2 separate regions of the Sus scrofa genome follow, and region 2 is linked to region 1. A link is a contact called in public HiChIP or PLAC-seq data. All regions are on one chromosome and are shown on one strand. The core of a region is the stretch at or near the end of the contact, and the rest is flanking DNA. Distances in the headings are between cores, read along the strand shown. Region 1 holds the start of LOC102158547. Region 2 holds the start of CHURC1 (protein Churchill).

Evidence for each region. HiChIP or PLAC-seq counts read pairs in DNA pulled down with a chosen protein or histone mark.
Region 2: a contact with region 1 is called in an H3K27ac HiChIP or PLAC-seq map of alveolar macrophages. The contact joins the promoter of CHURC1 here to the promoter of LOC102158547 in region 1. A contact is called at or near these places in 2 of 2 datasets of contacts at active chromatin or transcription factors (alveolar macrophages and skeletal muscle).

The regions. Positions count from the first base shown.
Region 1 is chr7:88,764,147-88,768,720 of Sscrofa11.1, forward strand. LOC102158547 reads right to left here and starts at 2,604. Exons shown (of 4, transcript XM_021100073.1): 1 at 2,543-2,604; 2 at 838-1,077; 3 at 148-687. The coding sequence starts at 2,604. It overlaps PLEKHG3 (pleckstrin homology domain-containing family G member 3), which reads left to right and starts at 330. Exons shown (of 19, transcript XM_005666312.3): 1 at 330-578.
Region 2 is chr7:88,982,794-88,987,367 of Sscrofa11.1, forward strand. It overlaps CHURC1 (protein Churchill), which reads left to right and starts at 2,226. Exons shown (of 4, transcript XM_013978294.2): 1 at 2,226-2,380. The coding sequence starts at 2,261.

The DNA.
Region 1 (4,574 bases), core at 1,354-3,853:
CATCGGGAAGTGGTGATATCAGGTCTGTGACACCGGGGTAACCCCCTGCCCCCACGTGCGTCTTTTGTGTCTTAGCGTACCTAGGCTGCCGGGAGGCGGCCAGCGTTTGGCTGGACCCACACCGCCGGGGCCGCGCGCTCGCCTCACCTGCGGGCGTTAATCATTAGCGGTGCGCGAGCCCCACCACCGCCGCCGCAGCCTTTACCCCATGTTCCAGCTCGCAGCACCGCGAAGTTTCCCCCGCCGAGCCGCCAATCGCGGGATTCCAGCCGCGGGCCAGAGTCTCCACCCACTGGAAAAATTCCTGGTCCGCCCTCCGTCCCTCCCGCTGCAGCTCCCTCTCGGCTCGGCCCCGACTTCCTGCCGGGCGCTGGGAAGGCGCGCGCGGGCTGGGGTCCCGGGGGGCCGCGCTCACAGCTGGCCGCGCCCCGGCCGCCAAGGGGCTGGCAGTGGGCGGGAACTGCCCGCAGCCTCGGCCCCTTCCCAGAGCGACTTTCAAACTCGCGCTCGCGTTGCGGCTGCATCTGGGTGGCTTCGCGCGCCTGGCGTTCCGGACCTGGCGAGGCGACCACTGCTCGGTGAGTGTCCCTCGTTGCTCCCCGCGCCCTCTGCCAGTGCAGCCGGCGGGGCGGCAGTTCCTGGAGGGGTGTTGAAGCCCCCACCCTCCAGGGTGCTCGCCCCAGCCCGCTGCGGGGTGAGGACTAGAGATGGCAGTGGGGGGCCCAGGGCCGCATGGGCTTCTCTCAGGGCGACCCTCCAGGGCTGGAGCTCGGGAGGCTACTGCCAGGAGACATTTTTTGTCCTTTAGCCCCCACCCCGGAAACGAAAGGAGCGTACACGCCGGGTGACTCCAGGAGGCTCAGTTTGAAATCTGGGAAGCCTGCGAGGTTGCGCCCACCCGCGCCCACGGCAGGAGGTTTTAGGAGGGCTGGTCTTTGCCTCGCACTGTGGACCCGGGCAGGGTAAACTCTTTTGGGCAAGGAACCGAGCCTCTGGTCCCGGTAGCTCGAGAGGCGCCAGCAGCCTGTTCCGGGTTGGTGCCACACGGTACTCGCTCTGGGAATCTCAGATCGTATCCTAGAGGGATTAGATTGGGGGCCAGAAAAGGGGCGTCGGGGAGTCGAAAGCACATAGGCGATTGCCCGCCACGGTCTCAACCTCGCCCACTCCCAAAGTGGGTTCGGTTAATTTTCTCCCTCTTCTTAGCCCTTTGGTTTGGAAAGCTAAGAGAAGGGGTGCAAACTTGAAAATTTCAAGACTTTTTAGGGAGCTGCTTTTTACTCTTTGGAGCTGCTTTTGAAAACAAAAGGAAGAACCGAATGGGAACTGTAATAGTGGGGGAGGCTGGAGGGGTGTGGCCTGGGGTGGGGCGATGTTAGTGGCCACTGTTAAGAGCTGCACCCTTGAAGTCACTCACTAAACTGTTGGCAGATGAAAGGGCCGGTCTCCTGTTCTGGGGCTCCCAAGAGACGATCTGGACTGCATCACCCTACAGGGAACCCCGGGCTGGGAGTTCCCAGGGTCTCCTCAGCCCTGCCTCTGTGCGCTGCCCAGCCACACCGGCCTTGCTTAAGAAATAATAAGCAGGGAGAGTAATGACAGCCCCCAGGCCTTCCCACAGAGCATTTTGTCTGCCTCCCTTCAGGAAAGTGCCTTTCCAGCCTCTCCTATGCTGGATTCGGAGTGGAATCCTGAGTGACTTCACCCCAATCATTTCCAGCAGAAAACCTAGAGAATAAGAACCGCAAAGAGGTGTACCCCTTCTCTGTTCACCCTCTTCGCTGTGGTCCTGCTCCTGCTGTTAACACTCCTGCCTCTGCTGCCCCCTTCCCTTCCCAGAAGGCCGGGCAACCCCTTGGCTCCCCAGGTATATTGCTCTGGTGATGAGGCAGGGAGTGGGCATGGGCTGAACTGAGTCAGAGGGAGGGGGTTTGCCTAGGAGCTGCCATGAGCTTTCCTACTGCCTGTTATTAGAAGTGGCATATCTGGGATAGTGGGACAACCCCAGGCCTGGGTAGGAGTCCAGCACAGGATTTTGCCTGAGTTTTAGTCCTGGCTCTACTCTGTGGCATCAGGGATTGATAGAGTCATTTGGGCTGGAAGGCACCTGAGATGAGCCTATGCCCCCTGCCCATGAAGGCAGCAGAGCCCAGAGATGGGAGCCTGGTTCCTCCTGTTGGCCAAATAGGGGCCAAAACTCAGATTTCCTCACTGTCGAATCTGTGCTTTCTCCAACATGACCTGAGCAAGTCACATATCTTCTCTGACTCAGTTTCCACATGAATAGAATTGGGTCCTTGCCTGCTTTTCCTCAGAGGCTCTGGTAAGGATCAAAATGTGTCCTGTACATGGAGAGAGCTGCAAAAACTCCTGTGCAGAATAAAGGGCTCACTGTGGCTGGCAACGGTGGGGCGGGGCTCGAGAGCTTTACAATTTAGTGCATGTGTCCCATATGTGCCAAGGAGAGAGTAGATAACCAGGAGCCAATAGTGGACATTTATACCCTGGCCTCTAGTATTTCAGCTCCAGAGTAAACATTTGCTTTACCAGATCCACAGCTATCCCCGGGTCACTGTGTTTACACTGGAGGTGGCCAAAGGCCATGGCCTGAGAGATGACAAGGGCAGGAGGGGAAGAGGACCTATGTTCCAGATGTATGGCTTGCGCCTTCAGCCCCACTCTCCTCTCAGAACCTTGCGAAAGCTCAGATTCCACGCCTGGGGGTGGGGTGGGGGGGTTGCTGCCAGCCCAGGCTAAGCACTGACTTTGAAGGGTTCTTGGTGAAACCATCTAGCTATTCCCTGTTGTGTGGAGGGGACTCTGGGCGCTGGGCGGACGGGGTTTGTGTGTGTTGCCTTTGCAGCTGCACTGAGGGCTGTCTTCAGCTCCTCACTAGCAGCCACCCCCACCCCCCCATCACAATCCCAGGCTCCCCCTCTGACCCGGCCACTGTGCAGTCCTGTCTCTCTGGCCAGCTGCATGTCCATAGGCCTTTGTTTCAGAGTGGTAAGCCCGCCCTCCCCAGCAGAAGTCCTCAGGCTTGGGCCCTGGCAGCTGGAAATTACTACTAACCAGCAGGAAGGCTTTACTGGAGTCCACAGGGGACCTGGCAGACCTTCATTTCCTCTTGGAGGTCCCATCTGGAGCCCCCACCTTGCCCCTGACCAGGTTCTCTCACCATCTTTTCCCACCTCTCCTTTCTTCCCCTGAATGGATAGATTGTCCTCCTTTGCTTCCTGCACTCACTGCTCTTAGCTGTATTTTAAAGTATTCATTCAACAGGTTTTTTTTGGGGGGGGGGAAGCATCACTGGACGCAGGGGACAGCAGTGAACAAAACATACAACAATCATTGGCCTTGGAGTTTCCGTTGTGGCTCAGTGGTTAACAAATCCGACTAGGAACCATGAGGTTGCACGTTCGATCCCTGGCCTTGCTCGGTAAAGGATCTGGCGTTGCCGTGAGCTGTGGTGTGGGTTGCAGATACGGCTCGGATCCTGAGTTGCTGTGGCTCTGGCATAGGCCAGTGGCTACAGCTCCGATTCGACCCCTAGCCTGGGAACCTCCAAATGCCGCAGGAGTGGCCCTAGAAAAGACAAAAAACAAACAAAAAACAATCATTGGCCTCGTGGATGACTTCTAGTGGGGGAAGCAGACAATAAGCAGAACAGACAATTGAAAGGGAAGGTAAGTTAATGATAATTAGTGAAATCTGATGGGGAAGGTGGATGGAATTGTCATGGGGGTGAGGGGAGAGGGTGTTTCAGATTGGGGTGCCTAGGAGGCATCCTGAGGAAGGGATATTTGGTAATTACTGAAGGAGGAATTTCCTCTCATCTCTGATGTCCTCTTGAAACCCAGTTCAGGCAACTCACTGCAGCACTGAGGAGCAGGGCTTGGAATTGCATATACTGGGATTCAGATCCCGGCTTGACAGCTTGCTAGCTCCTGCGGTGCTAAACTCCTTTGAGCCTGTGTTTCTCACCTGTAAAGTGGAGTTAGTCATCATACCTACCATGTATGGTTTTATGAGACTGAACAGTGAGCTAACATGTGTTAACTTCTTAGGGCTTATAGAGCTATTCAGTAAGTGACAGTCTTTTTTTTTTTTTCCTTCTTCTTTGGCTGTCCCAGAGCATATGGAGTTCCCAGGCCAGGGATCAGATCAGAGCAGCAGTTGCAACCCAAGCAGCAGCTGTGGCAACACTGTATCCTTAACCACAGTACTGGGCGGGGGAGGATCCAACTTGCATCCCAGTGCTCCAGAGACACTGCCTATCCATTGTGCTACATCGGGAACTCCCATTAGTGAGAGTCTTTTATGTTGTTATTTCTCCAACCAAATTCTGCAGGGCGAGCCCACGTTATTTAATGCCATCATTGCTAAAGCCTCTAGATGGAAATCTTTCCGTTTTAGGCATGTGGGGGATTCATGAGAGGGAGGTGGCAATAGAAACCCTAGTTAGTGCTGACTCTCGAGCTGGTGAGACTTTTCTACCCTATCCTGGATTTGTTGAGGATGTGGGACTCCCAGGTGTGTGTGCGCTGCTTCCCCTGCTGCCTGGGTGAGCTGGG
Region 2 (4,574 bases), core at 976-3,475, 220 kb after region 1:
GTCTTGTCTGCAACGTACACCACTGCTCACGGCAACTCAGGATCCTTAACCCACTGATCGAGGCCAGAGATCAAACCCACGTCTTCAGAGATACTAGTTGAGTTTGTTACCACTGAGCCACAGTGGGAACTCCTCCCATGACCTTTTTAGTAACAAGACACTATATCACTCTGGGAAGGTAAAAAAATGGTGGTAAATATGTAGATTGTCATGCCTCAGAAAGTGAAATCATTTCACGCCAAAGAACATACTCTTTGAGATCTTTACAGTGTAATTTTTTATTTATTGAATTTATTAATCATACATTTTTTCTATTAGTGATGAGCAGAAAGCTATACATCTCCCTCTTGTGGTTCTTGTTAGTGTCTACCTTTCCATGTCTAGTTTCTTCCAGTTCCCATCAGTCCCAATGAAATGCTGCTAAAATAATCTTACTAAACCACAGCTTTATTATCATTCTCCTGCTCAAACTTTCAGTGGCTCCCTATTACCTACAGAGTAAAATCCAAACTCCTTGCATTGGTCCACCTGAAATTTGTATACTGAAACTCTCTGCTTTTTGAAATCCTAACTATTTTTCAAGGCTCAAATTCCTCTTTTCCAGTCCCCACCTGGAAGTAGTTTCTCCATTTTGTGCTCTTATACCACAATCTAGCAGTAACTATAAGTATTTGTGCTAATTTTCTCTCTCAGACTCTACTGTGACTACCTGGAGAATAGGAAAGGACAATGTCTTTTTCATCTTCCTGTTGGCCTCACAGTTCCTTGCACAGTGAAGGCACCCGACAAACGTCTATAGCATTGAACAGAATAGATATGGTGGTTAGCAAAATTAAGTCAGCACTAGACTTTAAAAACAAACAGCATATTTAAAAATGGATTGAAAGACAACTGCATAAACCAGCCCTGTCCAGTAGAAATATAATGCAAGCTACATGTGAATTTTCAATTTTCTAGTAGCCAGATTAAAATGAAACAGATGACATTAATTTTAATAATACATTTGTATTTAGCCAAACTATTTCAACATGTAATCAATATAAAAATTACTAATGAAGGAGTTCCCGTCATGGCTCAGCAGTAACAAACCCAGCTAGTATTCATGAGGATGTGGGTTCCATCCCTGGCCTCACTCAGTGGGTTAAGGATCTGGCCTGCTGTGGTGTAAGAGGGCAGCTGCTGCTCCAGTTCGCCCTTAGCAGCACAAAAAAAAAAAAAAATTGCTGATGAAATACCTTAAAACGTTTTACATAATAAGTCTTCTAAATCTAGTGTGCAGGATGTACTCACAACACATCTCAGTTCAAATCTGCCACATTAAAAGTGCTTTAGGGAGTTCCCGTTAACAAATCCGACTAGGAACCATGAGGTTGCGGGTTCGGTCCCTGCCCTTGCTCAGTGAGTTAAGGATCCAGCGTTGCATGAGCTGTGGTGTAGGTTGCAGACGCGGCTCGGATCCTGTGTTGCTGTGGCTCTGGCGTAGACCGGCAGTTACAGCTCTGACTCTCGACCCCTAGCCTGGGAACCTCCATATACCATGAGAGTGGCCCAAGAAATGGCAAAAAAAAAAAGTGCTTTATAGCCACATGTGGCTACTGCATTAAAAAGGTGCTGAACCTAGGGTAGGAACTGAGTCCTAGTCCTGGCTGACTACTGAGTAGTTTTGTCATCTTAGGCAAGACGTTTAACCATTTGGTTTCCACTTGTCCTTGGTTTCCTCATCCGAAAAGGAAAGACACATAGACAGAAACACGTTTCCCATCTCTACGTTCTCCAGAAGATTCTAGGATGGTCATTGATTATTAATATTTTGTGTTTTTAGGAGATTCTCTGCAGAGCTTTAAATGCCTCTTGCCAAACACTTCACTTACTGCTTATTCACCTGCCAAGATCTGAACTATCACTCTCACTGCCCCTAAGAAATGGTATGGAAAAGTATCCAAATTACAATTTCAACTTTATAAATGTGAGCCAAGGCAATGAGAAAGAATTCCCTTTCTTGTGTTCTGTGACTTGTCCTCTGTCAGCCTAGACTCAGGAAGGCGTCTATTTGAACTTTGCTCAGTTGAAGAGTCCCTTCTCCTTCCCCCCAGAGGGTCCACGGTCCCATCCTCTTTCTTGGAAGGTTTCTCAAGTCCTACTCCTTGCCTATGATTGTTGTCTTGGAGACCACTCCCTGCCCTGACAACAGTTGCTAAAGGGCGGAGACTTGGAATTGGTTCCCGGGACCAAATACTCCGGGGTCTTGTACTCTGGGCGCATGCGTCAACCTTCTTTGTGCTCTCGCGAGGTTTCCTCTTCCCGGAAGCACTGGAGGACGTTCCCTGTTAACTGCTTCGCGATGTGTGGGGACTGTGTGGAGAAGGAATATCCCAACAGGGTGAGCGAGTGGGCACCTAGAACCTCCTGCGCCCTTGGCCCGTGATCGCCCCTGAGGTTTCTCACTCCTCCGGCCGGTCTTTCCTAAAAAACCAGGGCGCTGGGCGGACTCAGCCGCTCCGCCCCAACCAGTGACCCGGTAGCTGTACTTAGGCACCTGACAGCGGAGACGGCCTGAAACTGTTGGTTCCCGCTGATCCCTTCTTTGGCGACTGATATCAGCCGTCACCCCATTTTTCTTGAGCTCCAGGGGACAAAGAAAATGAAACCCCAACTACAACCAGTCGACAACAGAAGGACACCCCCACCCCTACCCTGGTCTTATTCTCAAGCTTGTTCATTGTTCTTTCTGAATTCTAGCGCCGGAAGAGACCTCTGAGCTCATCCGTTCTAACCCAGTTTTGCAGATGAAACTAATGGCTGGAGAGGAGATTGCATTAGGAAACTAATGCCAGAGTTCACGTTCTAGTTAGTATGAGAAGCAAGAGTAGAATTCAGATTTCTGGAGTGTTACTTTCTTTTAGATCTCTGTTCCTTTGGAGCTCAGGAGGTTGCTAAGCTTGCTTGCTCTCATTCCAGGTGTACTTACTGAACAGTTTATATGTATGTAGCTAGTACCTTGCTAGGCCAGAAAAGGATACCATGTAAGAAATAAAAAGCAGGAGTTCCCGTCGTGGCGCAGTGGTTAATGAATCCGACTAGGAACCATGAGGTTGCAGGTTCGATCCCTGGCCTTGCTCAGCGGGTTAAGGACCCGGCGTTGCCCTGAGCTGTGGTGTAGGTTGCAGACGCGGCTGGCATCCCGCGTTGCTGTGGCTCTGGCGCAGGTGGGTGGCTACAGCTCCGATTAGACCTCTAGCCTGGGAACCTCCATATGCTAGGAAGCGGCCCTAGAAAAGGTAAAAAGACAAAAAGACCAAAAAAAAAAAAAAAAAAAAAAAAAAAAGCAGCTACCGTGTTGCTGGAGAGCTGATATTTTACAGGAGAATGTGATTAACAAAAACTGACAAGTACAGTACATAAATCCTATTTAAGTTTAGAGAAAGGGGAGAGCAGTAAGTGATACCGCTGTTCTCTTAAAAGAAAGGTGGACTTCATTTGAGACTTGAAAGATAGTTGTGACTAGGGTAGAAAAGGAAAGGAGGAGCTGAAGGCTAGGGGGCAGGATAACTAGAATGATTCTCATACTGGTTGGGAGGTAGAAAATTGCTTCTGTCTCTGATATTTTGAGTAGTAATTAGTGTTTGGAAAGGTTGTATACGTAACATAAACACTCATATGGTACAACTTCTTTGAAGAAATTCTAGTATTATAAAAAAAGTTAAAGATATGCATGCAGAATGATTTGGCAGTTTCTATTCTAGACAAATAAAGGCATGTATGTAGTATGATCTTGGAGACTTGTATGAGAATGTTCATAAGAGTGTTATTTGTGGTTGTAGACTGGAAAAATGTGATATAGTCATAGGAGGGAACACCATGAGTGAATGAGTAATGAAAGTAACAGTGAAATAACAAACATACAAAAAAAGAAATTAGATTGGATTTTTAAGAGCAGAGCTACCAAAAGACTTTAAAATTATATTGAGAAGTTTAGATTTTACACTTTAGGCACTGGGCTGCCATCCAAAAAACCTGAATAGGGAAATGATTCTGAAATCTGCTATTTAGGAAAATGAATCTTATGGTTATATGTTGTGATGTTGGGATTAGGGGGAATGCTACAGAGCATTTGGGGAGCCAAATGGCGACAGTAGTGTAGGCATGAGATAATGAAGACCTCATTTCAAGGAATTAACAGGACTCAACCAATTTAATGTAGGAGGAAAGATGAGGGAGCTGTCAATGATCTCAGGCTTTTCAGTCTAGGCAGCTGGGAAATGTGGAAGTATCACTACAGAAATTGGAGCCATATGGGAGGGAGAACCAAAATTGGGGAGGCAGATAATCAGATTGTTTTTATCATGTTTCATCTGAAGTTGAGAATGTAACATCCCAGGAGTCAAGTGAAAATATAGGATAGCAAAAAAAAAAAAAAAAAAAAAGAAAGAAAGAAAAGGAGTTCCCGTCGTGGCGCAGTGGTTAACGAATCCGACTAGGAACCATGAGGTTGCGGGTTCGGTCCCTGCCCTTGCTCAGCGAGTTAACAATCTGGCGTTGCCGTGAGCTGTGGTGTAGGTTGCAGACGCGGCTCG